2 separate regions of the Mus musculus genome follow, and region 1 is linked to region 2. The links are chromatin contacts, called in public Hi-C maps. All regions are on one chromosome and are shown on one strand. Each heading gives the region's core, a stretch centred on a gene start, on an enhancer-like site or on the middle of the called end of the contact. The rest is flanking DNA. Distances are from core to core; before and after follow the strand shown. Region 1 overlaps Zfp469 (zinc finger protein 469). Region 2 overlaps Banp (BTG3 associated nuclear protein).

Region 1 (5,582 bases), core at 2,300-4,799, 260 kb before region 2:
TCCCCTCTTAAGGGCGTGTGAGCCTGCAGAGTTCCGCCAGTCTGTGACACATGACACATGACACTCAACCCTAGTCTGAGGCGTTGGAGCTGTTGCTAACCACAGTACTCCCAGACTCCTGCTCAGAGGAAAGGACAGGGCAGGACAGTGGACCTGGTTGGCCCATTGGGTCTTCATTTTGAGTCTATCAAACCTTTTCTAAGGCCCAGATCAGACAGTCACTCCCCTGAGCTTCCCAGCCCCAACACTAAGGAGTGAGGGCCTTGTATAGTCAAACCCCTCCCCTCCCTTTCTGGCCTGGCTTCTGCCACCTTGCCCACTTCCCTATTTCCCTAAATCCATCTTAGACAATTCCTATCCCCTGGGAACCTGGTTGAAGTGTCCCCACAGCTTTGGCTTGGCTTATAGCACACAATGACCCTGGGGTACAACAGACAGAACAAATGTTGCCTGGGCCACATCGGGGCTCTGGTGAGAAGTGGGAGCGAGGACAGATGCTACATAGCCACGGGGCTTCTGCGAAAATAGTGGGAATATATTTGAAAAGACAAATTAGCTGTAGCTTTTACAGTACAACCTGGGGGGGGGGCTGCCCACGTCTTTATCCATTGGAAGGAGGCATTCTGAAAGACCCCAGCACCTTCTATGGAGGCAGTTTGGGCCTGATTTGGTCTTGTTTAAAATGTCAAAATAAAACCTTTTGACACTCACATTGCACCAAAGCTAAAAAACAAAAACAAGAACAAAAATACAAAAAACAAGAAAACCCCAAAAAGCCAACAAACTACACAACAAAGTAAGGCAGGAATCTCTAAGACTCCTAGGAGGAATGGGAAACCTCTCCCTCTGCCCACTTTGATACACAACGCTATATCAGGCAGGTGTGCAGTTGGCAGGCTTGTGCCAGTGCACAGACCAGACCCACAGCCCAGCCTGGGGGGTCCCTTCACTGCTGGGACCCTGGGCTGGAGCTCAACTGGGGAGACCGGTGGATGAGGCTCTCTCTTGAGTCCTGGGCTGCAGCCTCTCTGGCTAGGTCTCCCCACTCTAATCATCCCGTGGTTCAAAGAAGACCAGGGAGCCTGTATTCACATTACAGCACGGGAGTAGCACCAGAGCCTTTGGACCAGGCTTTCTGGGACCTAGAGTTGGAGCCCCATGGGGAAAGAAGGCACTAGGAAGGGGCCGTAGGGCTGAGGGACCCACAGGATGCTGGCCATGAAGGGCCTTCTTGCATTCCCTATAGGAACCCAGTTCCAGGGGTGGGGGGTGGGGTGGGGTGGGGACAAGGTGCTGCAGAGATCAGCAGTGCAGCTGGAGGCCAGCGCGATTTTGTGGTTGCGGGTGGGGGAGGGTGGTCCTGTCATGCTGTCAAAGACCAGGTGGCTCAGAAATGGCCCAAGTAGACAGCATGGCCCTCTCCCATGACACTTTGGAATTTTAACAATGGCAGCAGAAAAGGCAGCTGCCACTGTGTGCTTCCCTGCTAAGAGACGGGGAACCCTGTGCAAACCCTCAAACACAAGCTTTACAGCACGAGACACCTGGCCAACAGGGTGTGGTGGCGGTGATGGGATGCAACCTGCTCTCTTCAAGTACTTGACACTAGGGAAGCAGGTGATCCCTGGGCGGTAGAGACCGGTCCTTCCCAGCCTTCCAGCCAAAGCCCTGTTCTCAGGCCTCGAATCTGGAAACTCAGGTGCAGAGAAACAGGCAGTGGGTCTACCAGGGAGCTGTCTCCAATGCTGGAGGCCAGACAGAAGCCCATCAGCCGGGCACCCACGCATCCTCTCTTTTGGGTCACTGGGAACTGTCCTTCTTCAGAGGGATTCTGAAGCTGGTCAGCTTCTGCCCAAACAGCTGACTGAGGAGGTCGCTCTGGGCTTCTGCAGTCCGGCGGTCTCGGGGCTCCATAGGCGCAACACCACTGACATGGAGAGCTCTGACCCTTTTGTAGGGCCTGGACAGGGCTCTTGCCTGGGGCAAAGAGCCCTTTTCTGAAGTGTGGCCTGGATCCCCTTTCCGCTGTGCTGATGGCTGTGGCCTTGCCCTGCTGCTCTGGCCACTGGGTCTCGACTTGACAGGGGGAACTCGGCTGGGAGTTGCTTGCTTTCGGGGGGCCCTGGATGACTTGTCGGGGGCCAAGGGGGCTTTCCCAGTGTTTCCCACGCTTCCATGTCTGCCCAGTCCCAGGGCCTGGCCCTTCCTTTGTCTTCCATGGCTTTCTCTTTTCTCCCTGGGACTTGAATGCACTTGGACCCCCTGATGAACAGCGTCCCCAGGCCCTCTGGTGCTACCCTTGGTGTGGGCTCGAGGTGGGGGCTGGTCCGGGGTGGAGCTCGCCCAGCTAGGACAGCTGGGCTCAGTAGGGGTGGAGGCCATCTCACTTTGGAGCTGCCCACTGGTTGGCTGGGGCTGGCTGCCACCCCCTGTCTGAGTGCCAGGCTGGAGCCCTCCACTGCTCTGAGGGGTGCCTCGCAGTTTACCTTTAGAAGTGTTGGGCTTTACCCTGTCCTCAGGACTCAAGACCAGCTCTGCGGCTGGGATCCCCATCCCTCCTGGTTTTCGGGGTGGTGCTGGTGGCTTCAGTGCTTTTTTGGTGGGCTCTGCTGCTCTGTGATGGGAGGTACTTGAGTAGGCTCCTGGTTTGGTGGCATTGCCCTTCTGGGAGGGACCCTCTATTCTCCCCTCAGGTGCCATGTGGTGTGTGGTCACTAGCCTCTCCTGGAGCTGAGAGGGGTGCCCTGGGGAACACCCAGGGGCACACTTGTCTCCGTTGCCTGGACTCTTGTGTTTTCCTGGGAACAGGTGAAGGGCCCTCTTTTCCCCTACCAGAGCCTGCCATTTACATGGCTCAAGGCTTCCCAAGGAAGCCTCGTGTTCTGGTTTCTCCAGGGTTCTGTTCAGCTTGCAGCAGCCGCCTGTACCTTCAGCTGAGGCAGCTGAGAAAGGAGACAGAGACGGAGGTGGAAGATCCTGGCCACTCAGTGGTAGGTTGTTCCCCCTGGGTGAGTGGTCTGCCTGGTCCACAGGGTTCTCTTGAGAACTGGGCTGGTCCAGGATGAGGCTAGGCGCTAGGGGCAGTGCAGGAAGGGACACCTCACTTGGTGTAGGGCTGGTTGTGGAGGGGATTCTGTCAGTGCTGAGCTCAGGGGGACTGAAGGGCGCCATCAGCCTGTTCTGCTTGCTGGGTAGCACATCCTGGGAGACACGGGTCTTCCTCCTAGGAACCCCTGGCCGCTTAACACTCCGGAGTGTGAAGGGCTGCAGGTCGCAACTCAGGTGCTTGCCCATGTGCCTGTCGAATTGCTCCTTCTTTGCAAAGGTGTAGTTGCAGGAGCTGCAGACAAAGGACCTCCTGATGACGTGCATGACATTGGCGCAGAGCTCACAGGCATAGAGAGGCACGTGTGGGAGCTCCTTCTCCTCTGTCACCCCGTGGGTCAGGCCCAGGTGTACCTTCAGCTCCCAGGGCTCAGGGTAGACCTGCGGGCACCGGGGACACAGGTAGACGCGCTGTGGGCTGTGCACCGCCAGGTGGCGCTGCAGCTTGAAGGGCTTGGGGAACTGCTTCCCACAGTGGTGGCAGTCACGGGAGGGGTCCTTGCAGTCCTCGTGCACTGGTACAGCTTGGAGCGGGGACTCGCCGTGGGACCAAGGGTCTGGGGACGGGGCGGGGGGCGTCTTGGCAGAGTCAGAGCAGGTGGCAGAACTGCTGGTCAGAACGGATAGGCTGCCTCCTTCGGCGCCATCTTGGCTGGGGGTGACCGAGGCACGTGCCTTGCGCTTCATCCTTCTTGGGGTTTTCTTTCCAGCGTCTCCTTCCTGCTCTGATGGCTCCCTACTGTCTTTGCCGATCGAGCGCTTGGTCCTCTGGGGTTTGGATGCTCGCTCCACAATGGTGTTCAGGAAGTGCGTGAGGGCGCTTTCCCCTTCCAAGCACCCGGGCAGGTCTCCTAAGGCTCGCCGCGCCTGGCCATTTCGGGCAAAGCGGGCTGCGTGCTCCCGAAGGTGCTGGTTGTACATCCAGACATCAGCCACCTCCTTCAGGCACATGCCACAGGCCCACGGCCCTGCTTTGCCCTGCACGTGCTTCTCCCACAAGTGCTCCCGTAGAAGCTCCCGGGAACTGAATCTGCGCTCCACGCACAGGTAGCAAGTTGGGGGCGGCGAGGGGCTGTGCGACAGCTTATGGAGATCCAGCTCGCCCAGGCTATGGAACCGCTGGAAGCACACCCTGCACTTGTAGGAGGCCCTCTTGCCCTTCACCCGCAGGTCTCTGCCTTTGGCTCGTCTGGCCCGGGCAGTTCCCTCCATTCTTTTGTCTGGAGGGCCTTGTGAATTTGCTGTGACCTGGAAGTCTAGGGCGCCTGGGTTAGAGAGTTCAACAAGGTCACTACAGGGTCTCAGAAAGCACAGGTCTTGTATCTCCAGCTGGGTGCTGAGAGCCTCAAAGTCCTTAACGTAAAGTGGGGGCAGGCTGGCATTTCCAGGAGGCCTGTTGTCATGTTCCCTTTCTAGGTTAGGGGGTTCCGGGCTCATGTCTCCAACAGAAGAGGCTGTCTCACAGGCTGGGCTACAGTGTTCCAGGTCCCGCCAGGCTGCTGGGACCATGTGCAGCTGCGGGATGGGCTCTGACCATTCATCTTGGTTCTCCATCAAGCAGGAAGGCTTCTCCTCCACGCAGCTGGTTTGCCTGTCGGATTCCAGGGCCCACAGGCTGAGGCTGGGGGTCCATGGGTCAAGGCCAGGTGTCTTATTGCTTAGAAGGCCATCGAGGAGGAGGGACTCGGGCAAACTCATGACTTCATCATCCCACACATCCTCTTCCTCTCGGGACAGGCAGAGAGAGCCCGAGTCACTGAGATCGGTAGGCAGGCGCGTGGAGCCGAGTGAGACACTGTTTATCACCTCAGCGATGGGCTCCTTCGGTGATGGGCACTTTGGCCTTTGGCAGCGCTTCCCATAGACTCGTAGGTTCTTCTGAGTGAGGCGGCCATCCAGGGGGAAGAGCCGAGAGAAGGAGATGTCATCATCGAACAAGTCTGGAGGGTCCCTTTGCTCTGGGCTGGGGGCGCCATCCGACCCGTGGACTTCATTCTGGGTTTCCGGGTCTTTGATAGGTCCCTGGGGGTAGCTACTGATGGTGTTGTCCACTTCAGAACTGTGTGTCCTGTCAGGTAAGTCAGGTGTCCCTTTCCCAGTGCCCTCATCGGACCTGCCTTTGACTCCTGTGTGGTCCTCTGTAGGCTGGCTCTCAATAGCCCGTGAAGGTTCTCCACTAATGTCCGATGCCGTGGCCTCTTCTGGTCCCCAGAACCACTGTGTCCAGGTGGCCTTCTGTTCCACCGGATGCTCCTTCTCTATCGTCCCTTGACAGACCGGATGCTCTTGGGGGGCCTTCTGTGCTGGTACCTCCTCTGTACACAGGGCCCCTGGACCAACGTCTTCAGCATCTTCCAGTGCTCTGGGTCCTCCTGTGGAGGATGGAGGTGGAGGCCTGACAGCTGGCCTGCATCCTCCCTCAGGCGAGAGGCTCAGGGGGATGAGAGGATGGCCACAGGCGGTTGGTAGGTCTGAAG
Region 2 (5,684 bases), core at 1,423-3,922:
CGATCACAAGAAGACACACTGGCCGGAAGACAAGGGAGACAACAACCTATGTGTCTGGGTGCTGCAGCCTGAGGCTGAACTCAGAGCGCTCGGCCAGACTCCAAGGAGCCCGAAATCAGTTCTGATTGGAACCTACACTTACAAACCAAGGTAAAGCACAGCTGTGGGAACCCAGACAAAGACCTTCTAAGTCATGCTTTAAAGGATCCTGCTAAAGTTTATATTTCACTATCCAGGGAATCCCCTGCCTACTCCCTCTACTGACCAGAGATACTGAGTACTGAGTGCTGTATACAGAGTCCAGAGATACTGAGTGCTGAGTACAAAGTCCAGAAATACTGAGTGCTGTGTACAGAATCCAGAGATACTGAGTGCTGTGTACAGAGTACAGAGATACTGAGTACTGTGTACAGAATCCAGAGATACTGAGTGCTGTGTACAGAGTACAGAGATACTGAGTACTGTGTACAGAATCCAGAGATACTGAGTGCTGTGTACAGAGTACAGAGATACTGAGTACTGTGTACAGAATCCAGAGATACTGAGTGCTGTGTACAGAGTACAGAGATACTGAGTACTGGCCATTGCAGCAAAGGCCTGGAAACCTGAAGTGGGACAACAACTGGCAGACAGCAGTGACCCTTAGGGCTAGAATGGCCAAGAGCAAGCAGAGCCCCTCTAGAGCTGGCTAGAGCATACAAGGAGCAGAGGTGGAGAGCACGTAGCCCACCCACTCCCACACCACTCACTGAGAACAACCACTGAAGCTGCAAACGTTCCCATTACCCAATGGCCCCTTCTGACCACACTTGTCCACAGCAGCTATCTACACCGGGAGTAGCTGTGCACCTGACAGCCCAAGCTCAGATGGCTCTAACCTCATTAACCCTGAATCTCTGGTGCCCAAGTCCTCCTGTGGCAGACAGCCTCCCTCTGGGGACACAGCTGCCCCTGTCACCCTGCTGCAGCCTTGATGCAGCAAGCCCCACCACCTTCCCACATAGATGTCTTCCCAAGCTTTTACAACTGAGGACAGCGTCCTAATCAACACCTTCCCCATACATCTCCAGCCAGTGCCTGCAGTCAGTCTTCAGGAAAACAGCCCAGCATTCCCACGAAGATGCTGGAAGACCTGAGACCAGCGCAGCTAAAGAATCCAAGACCAACAGGCACAATCCTCTTGTGGACCTAGGAAGAGGAGAGGTGACAGAGCTGACTGTCCCAGCACAGGTCTGGGCTCTTTAGCTCCACTGAGGACATCAAGGTAAGTGGAGCATTTGTGCCTTTTGCACCATAAGTGAAGCCATTCTGAGTCAGGTGACTGAACAGACAGATGACAAAATGAAGGCAGAATCTCCGCAAGTGGAAAGCTAGGACAACCAGCTAACGGCCCAGCAGGAAGCAGCTCTTCTTGAGCGCTTGCTGCACATGGCCATCCGAAGGCAAGCTGCCACTGGGAGAGAAGGGGGCAGCAGTGAGTGCCCTTTGATATTCGGTCCCAGATACAGTGACACTGGGAAGCAGGGGACAGAAACAAAATATGCACAAAGAATTAAAGATGGACAAGTTACTTCTCAGTGTGACAAGTGACCAACATGGCAGCTTCTTGTAGGGAGGCTGCTTGGAGCTGAGCGGGCAGCAGGGACAGGCTTCTGAGACACTGGAGGCAGGGGCAGAACCAGAGGTGTCACTACCTGGAGCTGAGGCAATGGCTCTTTCACAGCCTCACTGTCCATGACTGGATGTCTGTGGCCATGCCATGAGCTGCCATGCTTGGAATTTGACCTTGGGATCTCTGCCCTCATGTTAAGTGGTCAGGGACAAGGAAAAGCCCACTGTGTTTATTTCCCACTCCAGGTGGAACTCTCTTCACAACACAAACAGTGGGGACCTGAGGAGGGTTTCACTTTCCTCAGCCACAGAAAGGTACAGCCTGCCCATGGGGAACACCGACAACCAAAGCCAAACCACATCCTCAAAGGCAGAGAGGGGAGCCAACTGCAAGCCTGGCCGGGCCTCTGCTGTCCCAGCTGACAGCAAGAGACCTCCAAGAGAACCAACCTCTGCTACTTGTTCCTAACTGCTCAAGCTCTGCAGAAATGCCTGGGACTTCTTTTCTTCTCTTTCCAAGGCGGGAGCACGAGGAAGCCGCATGGGTCTTCCAGCACAGGCAGTGCTAGTTTTGGAAAACAAGGAGCGGAACCTCCTGTGTGGTGAGTGAGTTCTGTGTGTCTTCACAGTGAAAGCCACATTGCACTAACAGAAGCCTGTCCTGACTACTCAGAACTCAGAACTAAAACCAATCTTCACAAAAACTCCTTAAAGGCCACACAGTGCAAACAAACCCCCACTGCCAGCACCAGCTTCCCTCCCTGCCAGTGGCACATCCTGCTGGGGACCCATTGCCTGGGGCACTTTAGTAAGCACATGAGTCCTCCGAGTATATACAACAGAGACCTGCTCTCCTCTCTCGGGAGAACAGGAAGTGCTTAAATTTAACCAAGCCTACCTCGTCCGTCAGATTTTCAGGGAGCATTGCAGAAACTAGGGGGGAGTTTCTTCTCCAGTGCAAAACCCAATGTGAGCGCCCAGGAAGGACAAGCGCAGGACAGAGCCCTGCTGTACACATCCCGGACAGCCCAGCTCAGCTCCGCTCCCTCGCTGGAGGCAACCCCACCCCACCCGACAGCAGTGCCCCGTGCTGAGGAGTACAGCCTGTATGCAGGCCACAGTGAGAAGGAGTGCGTGGGAAGGGTGAGCACTTACCTGGCCATCCTGACCCACATGATGGATCTGCAGATTGCCCTGTACAGTGCAAAAAGGGAACAGTGAGAACTTCCCTACACGATTCAGAAATAACCAGGAAACCACTAAGTATAAAAATTCAACCCCTTTTAGCAATAAAACCCACAGAAGCAAAACAAGTAGTATAAGCTGAATCTCTAGCTTTTTCTCTTATATTAAAATCATAAAACGTTAAACCCACGAATGATCAACTCTGACCCATGAATGAGGACACCTTTTTTTTTCTTTTAAACAACTGTAGATTCACAAGGTGTGTGCACAGTAGCCCAGATGGCCCATAGCAGAGCCGTGTCCCCATAGCAAGAATATATTATCAGAGCACTGTCTGCTTGAGTCATAATAGCTAGGGAGCTGCTCCCGCTGCTGGGACCAGAGGACCCTCTGAGTGTGCAGTGCCTCTCCACAGAGCTCATTGCACACCATCGTCAACTGTAAAGGACACCAGAAAAGCGTCCCAGTCATCCCCCACCCCACCCCCGCACCAGGCAGTCTCTCCTAGAGAGCATCCCAGGCTCTGCCAGAATGCCACTGGTTCCACACAGAGTGCAGGACTGTATGGCCCTGGGACCATGACAGGACCCCTGACTCACCTCGCTGTCCTGTGTGATCTGCACCTGCTCCCCTTGAGGCACCTGGGCAATGTGGAGGTGGCCCTGTGGGATCCACAACAAGAGAAGACACCAAGAAGCATCAGAGGAAAACAAACTGAAGGGAACAGCAAGAGCCCTCTGCCACCTCCCTGCCTGGCTGCTTCCGGCACCTCAGAAACTGCTGGGGAGCAAGGAGCTTTGGTTCCACAGCCTGGGCGGCGGTGAGAAGTGTGCACACACTGAGCTCCGGCTACAGCCTCCACAATGGTAAATCATGTAACTGCTCATCACAGGATTTACCAACTGTGCAGCTACGGGTGGCAGATGGGAGGAGTTAGTTGTGCACTGCACTCAAGTGGGCAGATGGTAAACTCACATTTAAACAACTCACGGGGGCCAGGGAGAGGGGAGGGAATAGGGGGAGTTCGAAGGGGAGACCTGGAAATGGGAAGACATTTGAAATGTAAATAAAGAAAATAGCCAATAAGAAAGAAAGGAAGGAAGGAAGGAAGGAAGGAAGGAAGGAAGGAAGGAAGGAAGGAAGCTAGCTCGCTCACGGAAACAACTGACAAATGTGTCTGCACAGAAGCCTGAGGCTCCGACTCCTATCAAAATCCAATCTGGGGCAGGAGAGATTAAGAACACTTGTTCTTGTAGAAGCCCTGAGCTCAATTCCCAGCACCCACGTTGGGCAGCTCACAATACCCCACATAACTCCAGCTCCGGAAGATCTAAAGCCCTCTTCTGGCCTCTGTGAACACATGCATTCACATGCACAAACCCTATACACTACTAAAAATAAAAATAAATCTTTTTATTTTTTAAATCCTTTTTTTTTTAACATAACCTTTAAGTTGCTTTTTTTTAAAGATTTATTTATTTATTATATGTAAGTACACTGTAGCTATCTTCAGACACTCCAGAAGAGGGCGTCAGATCTTGTTACAGATGGTTGTGAGCCACCATGTGGTTGCTGGGATTTGAACTCCGGACCTTCGGAAGAGCAGTCGGGTGCTCTTACCCACTGAGCCATCTCACCAGCCCCTATTTTTTAAATCCTATCTTGGCCCAAACAGATCTTATAGCAAAGAGCCTATTCCAGGGGCGGGGCCGGGCCGCTTCCGCTTCACCGCTCAGCTTCACCGCTCACGGGAACCTGTGCCAAGGCGGCCCATGGCTTGCTCTCAGAGCTGCCCCTAGCCAGATGAATACCTGCTGGGGTCGAGTCAGTCACACAATCAACAAGCCCAAGAGAGCCACCACTCAGAGTCGCTCTGTTGCCTTTAAAACAGCCCCACAGCACGGTGGACTAAAAGCTCCAGCTCCCCAGTGCCGCCCCCAAGTCCCGCTCTTGAGCAGCTTCTGAGGTGCGGCTTCCCGCTGTCTGCTCAGAGGGTGCAAGACTGCTTGGCCTCTGCACTGTCTACGCCTCAGAACACAGCACCCCCCCCCCCCCGCCATGGAGTAACGGGATACGTACTACTTGCACCTGTCCATCCTCCCCAATCTGGTGGATCTGGACCTGCTGGGCGTTGGCCAGGGCGTAGTGTAGGGCCTGTGGCTGTGACTGCTGTAGCTCACTGGTGGGAGGAGGGGTTCCCATCATGGTCTCTGTGGAACACAGGACAAGTGTCAGAATCCCTCAGGTCCCACACACAGAGTGAATGACACCTGTCATCTTGGCACCTTCACGTCTTCCCCACCTCAATTTCTACAGAAGAGGAAAGGCACCTGGCTCCCAGTTTCAGGTGAGCGCATCTCTCCTCTGCAGAGTTGTCAACTGCAAGTCAGGGGAACTGAGATTTGTGACAGAGATTTAAGATTCAGTGACACCGTTGTGACTAAGTGTTTCTCCTGCAAACACCTAGACAAACTGCTGAACTACTGCAGGGCTTGAGGTCTGTCCACAGAAATGACCCACAGGGCTCTGCTAGGACCAACCCTGCTCTAGAGTTGCACTATGTGGCATTTCTCCAAGACAAAATTAACTCAAAGATGCATCTGCAGCACAGTTTATTTCCTAAGTTTAATCAAAGTAAGGGACATTCGGTTTGATATAAGTTATATTAATTTTAACTGTAATACTAACTATAAAGATTTTCCCCCAGTACTGGGGATTGGGCCTAAGGCCGCAGCATGCTAGACACTTCAGCCTCTAACTGTAATGTCATCACAAGCAGAATTTTCTGAAACAAAAAAATTGTTTGTAATTTCTTTTTAAATTTTCAATGTATACTATGCACTTCTGTGGCAGAGAGTTGTAATAATTGATGAGAACAAACATGTTGG

Evidence for each region. A called contact is a pair of places that touch in the nucleus more often than the background predicts.
Region 1: a Hi-C map of bone marrow-derived macrophages shows a contact between it and region 2, with 34 read pairs. The contact joins two enhancer-like sites. A contact is called at or near these places in 2 of 39 promoter capture datasets (cranial neural crest and liver), 1 of 15 datasets of contacts at CTCF or cohesin (pro-B cells), 5 of 484 Hi-C or Micro-C datasets (B cells, bone marrow-derived macrophages, cerebral cortex and 2 more), 7 of 115 datasets of contacts at active chromatin or transcription factors (bone marrow-derived macrophages, embryonic forebrain, embryonic midbrain and 3 more) and 2 of 9 other capture datasets (adipose tissue and embryonic stem cells).

What each region holds. Positions count from the first base shown.
Region 1 is chr8:122,267,583-122,273,164 of GRCm38.p6, reverse strand. Zfp469 (zinc finger protein 469) reads right to left here. Exons shown (of 3, transcript NM_001362883.1): 3 at 515-5,582. The coding sequence ends at 1,801. Among named protein-coding and RNA genes, the nearest start is that of Zfpm1, 12 kb to the left of the region's middle. Within about 2 kb of position 3,549, at least 50 of the 459 cell types and tissues checked have an H3K27ac peak or open chromatin away from gene starts, as enhancers often do. A contact at or near this core is called in bone marrow-derived macrophages and cerebral cortex, where this site is marked.
Region 2 is chr8:122,004,874-122,010,557 of GRCm38.p6, reverse strand. It overlaps Banp (BTG3 associated nuclear protein), which reads right to left. Exons shown (of 14, transcript NM_016812.4): 9 at 4,876-5,006; 10 at 3,396-3,467; 11 at 2,767-2,805. Among named protein-coding and RNA genes, the nearest start is that of Mir7237, 30 kb to the right of the region's middle. Within about 2 kb of position 2,672, at least 56 of the 459 cell types and tissues checked have an H3K27ac peak or open chromatin away from gene starts, as enhancers often do. A contact at or near this core is called in bone marrow-derived macrophages and cerebral cortex, where this site is marked.